2 separate regions of the Anas platyrhynchos genome follow, and region 1 is linked to region 2. A link is a contact called in public Hi-C data. All regions are on one chromosome and are shown on one strand. Each heading gives the region's core, a stretch centred on a gene start, on an enhancer-like site or on the middle of the called end of the contact. The rest is flanking DNA. Distances are from core to core; before and after follow the strand shown. Region 1 overlaps KCNQ1 (potassium voltage-gated channel subfamily Q member 1). Region 2 has its middle 7.0 kb from the start of TH.

Evidence for each region. Hi-C and Micro-C count contacts between places; a contact is called where the count stands out from the background.
Region 1: a Hi-C map of subcutaneous adipose tissue shows a contact between it and region 2, with 2.3 times the contacts expected there. The contact joins two enhancer-like sites. A contact is called at or near these places in 3 of 8 Hi-C or Micro-C datasets (liver, skeletal muscle and subcutaneous adipose tissue).

Annotation. Positions count from the first base shown.
Region 1 is chr5:28,534,769-28,539,640 of IASCAAS_PekinDuck_T2T, forward strand. All of the region lies in intron 1 of KCNQ1 (potassium voltage-gated channel subfamily Q member 1), which reads left to right. TRPM5 (transient receptor potential cation channel subfamily M member 5) reads right to left here. Exons shown (of 26, transcript XM_013099790.5): 5 at 4,437-4,603; 6 at 1,861-2,041. Among named protein-coding and RNA genes, the nearest start is that of TRPM5, 18 kb to the right of the region's middle. Within about 2 kb of position 3,508, at least 1 of the 8 cell types and tissues checked has an H3K27ac peak or open chromatin away from gene starts, as enhancers often do.
Region 2 is chr5:28,380,861-28,385,415 of IASCAAS_PekinDuck_T2T, forward strand. No RefSeq gene overlaps it. Among named protein-coding and RNA genes, the nearest start is that of TH, 7.0 kb to the left of the region's middle. Within about 2 kb of position 2,916, at least 2 of the 8 cell types and tissues checked have an H3K27ac peak or open chromatin away from gene starts, as enhancers often do.

The sequences.
Region 1 (4,872 bases), core at 2,258-4,757, 150 kb after region 2:
GTGCCTCAGCTGCAAAATGTGGATATTGGCACTTCTGTACATCACAGCACTGTTGATTTAAGATGTTTGTTTACCCTATATACTCTTTATCACTCTGATTAAAGAGCCTAAACATCATTCAGTACAGTCTAATGTGGTCACTATCAATATTATAATCTTTTATTTTTAGAGTAGTGCTATATTTAAAAGAAACGCCTATCAAATATTTAACTTATTTTATGGCTGCAGGGGAAGAAATGGTGAAGGCATCCCTGTTCATCCATTCTCCCACAGGTATCCACTTTTTTCTAAATGGTTTATACTGTAAACACTGAACTCAGAATTCTGAAGATGACTGTAGATTGGCCTAAGAGAGCCAGCAGCGTCATGAGATTAATGCCTCTTATAGTTGGAAGATAAAAAGGTATTTGGTTCAAACAGTTTTTTGTTGTTTCCCTTTGTAGGTCTCCCAGTCTCTACTACTTGTTGCATCTGATGTGGGATGAATACAGAGATAAAGGAGAACTGAGCTGTAGTTTAGCCATGATTGGCAGGTAACTTGACTTGTTTTAGTGAATGGCATAGTAGTGCCATACCTCTTTAAGGTGCTATTCTAGTTTGAAAACTGACCCCTATGACTACAGAATCATTGGAAAACATTTCTGGTTTTGAATCTTCTTCATTTAGCATAGATTTAGGTGAAATTTACACTTTTGTGTGTGGTAGTAGGGAATTCTGATGTTATATTGGGGAAGGTACTTATTTGAAAAAAATGTTCAAAATACCAAAAAATTCCTTTGTATAATTTGTAGATATTTTAATAGGGAAATTCTGTGCCACCTTATTGAAGTATTTTAGTTCAGTAAGGTTAAATGGGTTTGCTGAACTTAAATGAACTATAGTTGCTTTCTTTATAGAAGATCTCACTGAACTCAGTATGCTCCAGTGAAATATTTGTCAAATGAATCAGAATTTTTGGACAGAAAATTGTTCCTCAGAGATTTGTTTGATCAGCTTGGTTTGCAAGCAGAAAGAGGCTATTTTCCAATTGTCAGCACTGCAACCTCTGCCTACCATTAGAGTCCACCTGTGGTCTTTCCCAACTGAGTCACAGCATAAACATTGGGTGCATTCCTGCTCTCAGATATATCTGTGCAACCATACTGTAGCGTATGTAATTGAATACTCCAGTGAAGCATGAAAATGTGAATAAGTGAGCTCTTTCTCCTGTGTTTTAGCTGTGCTAGCACTGCAGGTATTATAGAAACAAAGGAAAGGTGAAAGTAATTGTATTAGGACTACAACTGAATTATTTCCATAAATCGCAACAGGAGGCCTACCCCATGCTCAGTTCTCATTGTAAACAAAGCTCACGTTGGTTTAGAGGGATATTAGATGCTATGCTGTTCACCCAGGATAAAATGTTATCCTGAAACAAATATGGCTTAAAAATTTTCAGAAGGCTTTGGCAAGTCTTTTCTTCCAGAGTGGGAGCAATTCAAGACTCAGTGTGAGAGGGGATAAAAGTATACAACAATGAACATCCATCTCTTAGAGCCACTGGTTAGGGCACTTAAACCTGGATTTATTTTCCATCTGTTGTGTTTCGAGGCAATTTGAGAGATGCTTTGAAGGTCAGCTTTGAGCTATGTTTAAGGAGATGCAATAAATGTCAGGATTTTTGGTTCAAAGAGCATTTTTTTTTCAACTTAAGTCAGCTTAGTTCTGCCTCTTACACAATGACAACTGTGTTTACTTGATCTTGCCTATGTAGATGGTAAACTGAGAACTGGAGTTGCCTTTGATAAGGCGAGGGACCCACATGTATCCCTGTAATGTCGCTATTATTCAAGCTATAGGATGCTTGTATAGTCTACTTACCACCATACCCAGTGCGCTGTTCTGAAATGTGCTTTTCCAAGGTGAGCCGTAGTTCAGTCGTTCTGTCTGGATCCTCTGGTGTTACGTGATCCACCAAAATAAAATGGGAATGGTTGTGGTCCAGTGAATACAGTGGGCCTTGGACATTATCATCTGACTGGTAATGTACAAGGCTTTCATCCTAGAGATAGGAGAGATGTGAGCATTTTTCTACAAAGAACAGTCTGCATTTCTATGTGCTTCATCTCCCTTTTTCATGTTATCTGTGCCATGACATAGAGCACCACTTTTCAGACACTTGAATAGCCTCTATGAAAAGGAAGGAGTATTTGTTTCTTCTGAAAGGTGCTAGATGTGATAGCCTGAAAGCTGAAGTCCCTGAAGTTCCCCTCTCAGGCTCTGCAAAATATACTGACATTAGGAATCATCTCTAGAACAAAGGCATTTGTGCAGAGGTGCTGCAAGTGCTTGCACAAATGTTTGGGGCCATGAGACTAGATAACTGTGAGTGATGCCTTAATGTCTCAGATGTTTGTGCCCGATTTTAGACAAGGGCAAACCTGTTCATTTCAGTAACATTTTCACCATGCTTAGACCAGTAGATAAGTCAGCCTGCTATACATCCATATAGATTTAAACACAGCTTGGTTTAATTTACATGGTTATGTGAGGTCTCATGGTTATTCTTAATGTGGAAGCTGCATTCTAAAAATGTGACAGAGCATGCAGGTACAGGTAGGGATTCTTGCCCTCTCAGCAGCTCTGGGAAGAGTAGAAATGTCAGAGGCTGTTCCGGGAGGGGGGGGAAGTAGTAAATTTGCATGTCCTTTACAGACAGCTAGTGCCACAAATTTCTCTTGCCTCCCTCCTGCTCCTGTCTCATTGGGGAAGGTTACCTTGAAGCAGTTACTTGCTTTCATGTTTTGTTTAGATGGAGGTTGTGCCTATATTCTGCTGCCGTGTAACATTAAGCCTACTTGCCAGAGAGATGTGGCCTTAGATTGGGACCCCGGTACACAACAACCAACTGAAAAAAAATCTCTCAGGGATTTTCCTGTGTCCACTGAAAATGCAGAAGCAGTTGTTCAAGGTTCTTTAATGCATGCCAGTAACACAGAAATGAAGGAGTGACCCACTGATATTGGGCCTTGTTTTTCTCCTTGCTACTGTGAATTCTTAGCTCTATTTTGTACAACAAGCTGTTTGTGTTAGTGTCAACTATAAGAAGAACTGGGTTTAGGTCAATATCCTTGTCTATAGCTCTTTTTTTGTCCTAAAGTTTCTAAGATCTAGGGTGTTCTTGGGTAGAAGCAGTGCCAGAAGTCAGAGGGTCAAGAGTGCTCTCCACCTACTCTTTGACAAAGAATTTGAGCTTTAGTCAAGAGGGAGAAAATCTAACGCAGTAAAAAGAATGGTGCACTTATTTTGTAGCTACTGTTTGGGAAAGATCCAGGTGTGTTTTGATCACTTAGATTGGGAGGGAGGTGAAGCAACTAGTTTGCTCTTGCCAAAGGAACTTTTCTAAACAAAATTCCCTAATGAGATTCTTTCCTCTGAGCCACACAAATAGGTTCAAGTCTTCCAGCTGGAGAGCCTCATCTGACAGAGCACATTGATACCTGTCCTTGGCAAAAGGGATGGAAAAGAGAGAAAACTAATGACAATAAAATGCAAATACAGTCTGGCAGCCTCCCTGCTGATAGCTGGTACTTGCCAGCTTATCTGAGAGAACTAGGTGCAAGTTCAAAGGGCTGTGTTTGTTACCTGCTTTTCAGCTTCTGTAGGAAAGTAAAATAACACAGAAAGTGTTGTTGTCACTACTATACACCCATTTTACTGTTATAATAGTCTGCTTAGGACAGACAGTGCAGTGACAAGAATGTCATTAATTCCCTTTTCCACCTCCAAGTCAATTCAGCATCAACTTGGCATTTGCAACGACTCTTCTGATTTTTTTTTTTACTTTTTTTGTTAGTGTGTATTTTATTGTTGTTTTGTGTGTACTTTTTTTTTTTCCCCTCTCACAAACTTCAATTGCTTTGATCTGAATTCTGAAGTCCCCAGAACTCTCACCAACTAAACAAAGTCTTGTATGGCTAGCACTTTTGGCCCAGCATGTAGAGAAGGTTTTGTGTATTAGACACCAGTTCAGTGACTGGCCAGGAGAACTTGAAATAATTACGATTCGGTTTCATACTAGGATATTCAGTTTTTACAGTATTTCTGAAATAGCTTGGAATTCTGCCGTAGATGAACAAGGAGAAAAAAAGCTTTCAGGCATCCTATGATGTGTGCTGTTCCTCAGGTTCACCCTATTGCCAGCTACTGAGCTAATGGCCAATCCTGCCACCTGGTGGATATTTGCAGATTTGCTGCCAAGTTTAACGCACGAGGCATGGAAGCAGTAGGGTCTAACGATTCTTCGTGCTCATTGCTAAGGTCTTTCCCTAAAACACCCTTTGAATCCCACTTTTAAGACAGCACGATGTTTTGCTGCCTACTACTTCCAAATTTTGTAAATGTGAAGTTCACTTCTGAACAATCCTGTCTCACAAGTAGAATAAAAGGAAAAATACCTTTGCGTTCTCCAGAATTTCTCTGTGCTGAATTTTTCCGAGGGAAGTTATTCCTATGGCAATCACTCTTACTTTGGATGAAGCACTAGCCAGTGCGTGATCTCGGACTGCTTGCACTAAGTGTCTTGTTATTCCAACACGTAAAGCACTGGTAAAAATCCAGGCATCTGAAAATATTTTAATTGTTAGACAATTTCTTTGTAATTGGACAGGTTTGTGTGTCAAGTAACATTATGGGAAGTACTAGATTTAAGTTTTGTTTAGATAATTGGATAAGCTGCAAACAGATCTTGATACACTGTAATTTTTAGAATTAAAAGACATACAAGGAATGTAAGGCTTTAACAAGGGAAAGAGGAAATTGTGCCCAAGCAGGTGTGCTTTACATATCCTGCCAGCCATCTTTACTCTAATGTAAATATGCTTATCTACAGTG
Region 2 (4,555 bases), core at 1,666-4,165:
AGCACAGAAAACCGGGAGCATGCTTCTGACTGCTCGCTGTATGGCCTTGGGCAAGTCTTTTAACTCTACCTTCACGTCCTGCCTTCAGACTTCAGGCTGGTAATTGCTGTAGATACCACTCTTTTCAGCACTGCTGCGAATAAACAGTTAATAGTTGCCAGTAGATGTAGAAATTGACTGAAGTGTTTGGTCCTAGCCTCCTTTCAGATGAGTGAGCCCTAAAACAAGGGGAGGTAGGGCTATGGGTCCGTGTGGCTGGTTCCAAGGTGCTCACCTTGCTTGCTTTCCATCGTGGCTGTCTGATCCTCTCCTGTTTCCAACCACAACCCTTCTCCTTTGGCTTCGCACTACATATTTTCCAAAGCATTCTGATTTTTCGGAGCTGTGCCCTCCAGCTGAAGGCAGATCCATGCCTCTCTGGCACTCTTGGGAACCTTCATCTCCTGGCCTCACCTTCGAGAGTAATGCCAAAGGAAAGTCATCCTCTGTGATGCCTTCATGGCCAAAAGAGGTTCCAGGGCAGTGGGGAATTTAGCTTGCTTTCAGAAACCTGAGAAATGCCTCCTCTTGTCTGTAGTCTGATTTTCTATCGGTCTTTGCCTTGTTCAATACATGTGGAAAAGGGATTGGTGTTACTGCTTTCTTTTTTTTTTTTTTTTTTTACAAGTCCTTTGAAGTCCCAGCACTAAGAGGTCTGCAGTGACCTGGATCCTGCAACTCTTTCTCTAGATGAAAAGAGAAAGGTGAGGGCATGCCCCTCATGCTCATCCACCCGTGCCATGCAGTAAGACATAATTTATCTCATTTGTGGCATCCTCAAATCAGTGAAAGGGAAGCAGCAGTAAGGGATCCAAAGCAAGTTCCCATAACCCTTTCCAAGGGGCTGGGGATGTTTCACAGTGTGTTGGTGTGGTCCTAGCAGCACCAAAATTGATGGTGTGGGAACAAAAGAGACTTTGAGCCATTGCAACTGGTCCCCCTGACAAGTAGGACCTGCACCACGGGGGTGCACAGCATGGCTGGGGTGGCTCTGCACCCCACATTTGCTCTAGGATCATTCCCAGTTGCTCACTCCTCATTCCTCTAGCTGTGGGGGGAGGGAAATTATGCTGGAAGAAGCCCAGGGTTTTTCATCAGTGTTTGCCTAGCACTTTCCTGTTTCATGAACGTGTCACTTTGACATAGATACTCCTCCTTCCCCTAGTCCTTTTAGCCCCTTTCTCGTCTTCCATAGCAGCAGTTCTGGCTCAGCCAGGTGGAGCAGTGCCATGCAGTCCGTGCTACTTCCACGTGCACGCAGAATTGCCGACTTCTTACTCCCTCTCTCCTCGGGCACTGGAGGATAAAAACCATCTGCCTGTCAGACAAAAGGTCTGATGTGATTTTAGCATTAGGAGTCACACAAAGGGTCTCAGACCTATGAAAATGTCACCGTATTGACTTCATACAAATGTTTATTCATAGTTCTGTTTATAGGCAGAACGGCGTTTTGCATTCAGCCTCAAATGGATGAGATCTATTATGTAGATGCAACCAGTTCTGCATTGGAAATTGGCGCCAGCATTTCGCAGTGAAGTCAATGCTTACCTATTGATTCACATCTGCTCGGGATCTTATCTGTTATTCCTAACAGGTAGCTGTCAAGTAAATACATGGGAAAATATTTCCCTTTTCTTTTCAGAGGAGGAATTCAAATGCATTACCCATGGCAAGGTTCATGTTTCCCAGCAGGCTTAAGAGGATGACTCATCAAAGCCCTCTGCTTGTCTTCTGGATCTTCAAAGTGTATCAACAGCGTTTTATTGATCCATAGTCATGGAAAGTAAAGAAAGAAAAGAATCAGAGATCTGTACTGGTACAATATGCCTGACTTGAGTAATTCTACCGTTAAGCTACTGGGATGACACGATGGAAAAGCAGGGTCTACAATATATTTCCTGTTCTCCCACTTCTAGAACAGTCTTCTACAAATACAGATACTTTAATCTAATGAAGAAAATATAAGGATCAGTAGCTGGAAGTTAGACAAAAAAGACAAGTTCAAGGTAGCAGTAGGAGGCAAGTTTTTAACAGTGAGGGTGAGCAAACCCATGAGGGAAGCTTTGTGCCCCTTTGCTTGAAGTTTCCTAACCAGAATGGGATACTCACCTGAAGATCGTGTCCATCAGACATGGTAGCATGGTAGACCCCTGTTGTCTCCTCACAGAACAAAATGGCTGAGGTCCTTCTACCCTGCACCTAGCAAAGACCTGGCCTTGGAAACCTGACATTTGTAGTGAGAAAAGACAGGTTAAAAAAAAGAAAACCACCATCCCTACAGAGGAAGTCTTTAGCCTTCTCACGTGTACCAGCTGGGAAAATGCGTGTTTCTGCATCACGAAATGTGGTGGAAATTACGTGTTTTAAGTGCTCATCCTCTCCTCTTTCCAAGGCTGGTGGGGGCAGTGCCTGTCTCAGGAGAGTTAATAGTACTTTCACTTATTTAATTTACATCAGGGACGTGCTAGACTGCAACAAGGCTTGCTTTTAAAAGAGGAAAGGAACCATAGAAAGAATATGAGGTTAGAAAAAAAACAGATATCCATTTTTCTGTCTCCTCCTCATTCTTACCCCCAAAACAACTCCAGAATCAAATAAATGCCTTTGGGGGGCAAGCTCACATGCAATTTTCTCCAGCAATCTCCTCTTTCTCATATTGCTGCCTGCCTCTCCCATCGGTTTGCCTTTGCCCGCCTACGTCCGACCTGCAGTCAGAGAAGCCTGGCCATAGCCTGGAGGGATTTGCCTTGTGCCTTTAGTGGGATCGCGCTCAGTTTCCCTTATCAGTCCCTGGTAGGGCCATGTGTTTTGTCTCTGCTCCCCCTCCCTGCAGATGTGTGGTTGAGGGCAACGGGAGACAAGGGGTCCTTGTAAGTGACTTATGATAATTGCAGAGCAGCAACTGCTCTGAAAATCTAAATTCCTCCCTGACATTTCCAGTCTAAAGCTCCCACTGACTCAGCTTCTGCTTGTGATATTTAAACAAGGATTATCTCCTTTTTTATTCTTTTCTTTTTGATAATGGGATTGCAGAAGGTTAGTTTAACACTTTCCTATGGTTTGCTTGGCTGATACAGATCCAGTGCTCTTCAGGACTGTAAGCAAATCCCTGCTTCCCAAGTCACTCCTTTGGCATGACTGGGATGAAAGAAAGTTCCTGTGATACACAAATAAATAAATCTTTCTCTGGTTTGTTGTCTTTTGCAAATATTTCTTCAGCACGAGTTTATCATACTAGGAACTTTACTAGTTCTGGGTGTAAAAAGACTTATCCCATTGCCTTCAGCACAACTGTGCCAGGCTTATCCCCTCTGAAACTTCAGGTAATCCATCTTGTGGTATTTTTTTGTATACTAAAAGGGATTTTATTTTGTAGGGATACTGAGCAGTATCTGCGTAAATGAACCCTATAGAAAGCTGCGGGCACTTTTTGATGCCTGAGCCCCAAGTGCAGCAGCGTAGGGAGAGAACATGCTAAGCAAATCTGTAATGAGGTCCTCGAGACTGCTCCGAAAAACCTGGCAAATGTCCCTCTCACCCTGCCTTCAAATTCTCACTAGCTGGGAGAAATGAAAGGGAAGGCATGGACAGATAAGAAAACCAGAGCAGAAAGAGGTACAGAAAGCTGAGGGATGTGCCCTTGGAAAGAGAAAAGGAAAAGCACAGACCGAGGAGGAAAAGAAACCTTCAAGGGAAAGCAGTGCTAACAGCCTCAGTCAGAGAGCTTGGAAAAGCATAAAAAGTTACCAATGCAAAAAAAAACTTTGAACATTTGAGGTTGTGAGAACTTCTTGAGCTGAAGAACCTTCAAAATGCACCATTTCCATCCATCTCCCAGGTAAATGCTGCCTAGATTGTATTCTCTGACCATGTACTGTTCCAGGACCTGAGCATCCTTGAGGCATTTCTTCTTCTCATGTGTTTATCATTTGTGTCTAGCTGCTGTCTCTATTTCAGATTTTGCTGCTCTGTGGGAAGGTGACAAAGGCTCTCCATCCATTCAGAAACTACCTGGCTGGCAAGGGACAGCACCGCAGGGATGGGATGGGGGGAGCCAAAGGGGGCCGGGATGCAGTCCCAGATCCCCGCCCTAGTGCTGGGCATTTTGGAAGTGACTAAGCAAAACCTGAGCATTCCCTTTTGCTTTTCAAAGAGACAGAGGGATTAGGAAGGCAGAAAGGGGACTTTCAAATAGGTTCAGATCGGGGTGAACTGGGCAAATATAAGCAGGGCAGATAGAGGAAAGCCCGGAGAAGGCAGGCACGTGGCTTTGGGCTGGACCCGGCGGAGGTTTGGGATGGGAGCAGGCAGCCGAAGCACTGACGTTGGCAGCGGCTGTGTCTCACCGCAGCCCCTATCGCAGCACCGCAGTCGGGCAAAGCAAACATGGCCCTAAATGGAGCCCTCTGGCTGCCCTGCCGATAAGCAGCACACGCTGGTAGCGGTGACAGTTGCCTGTTGTTCCCCGTGACGCAGCTCTGCTTTTCAGCCCCAACCATGCGTGGAGAAGGTCTCT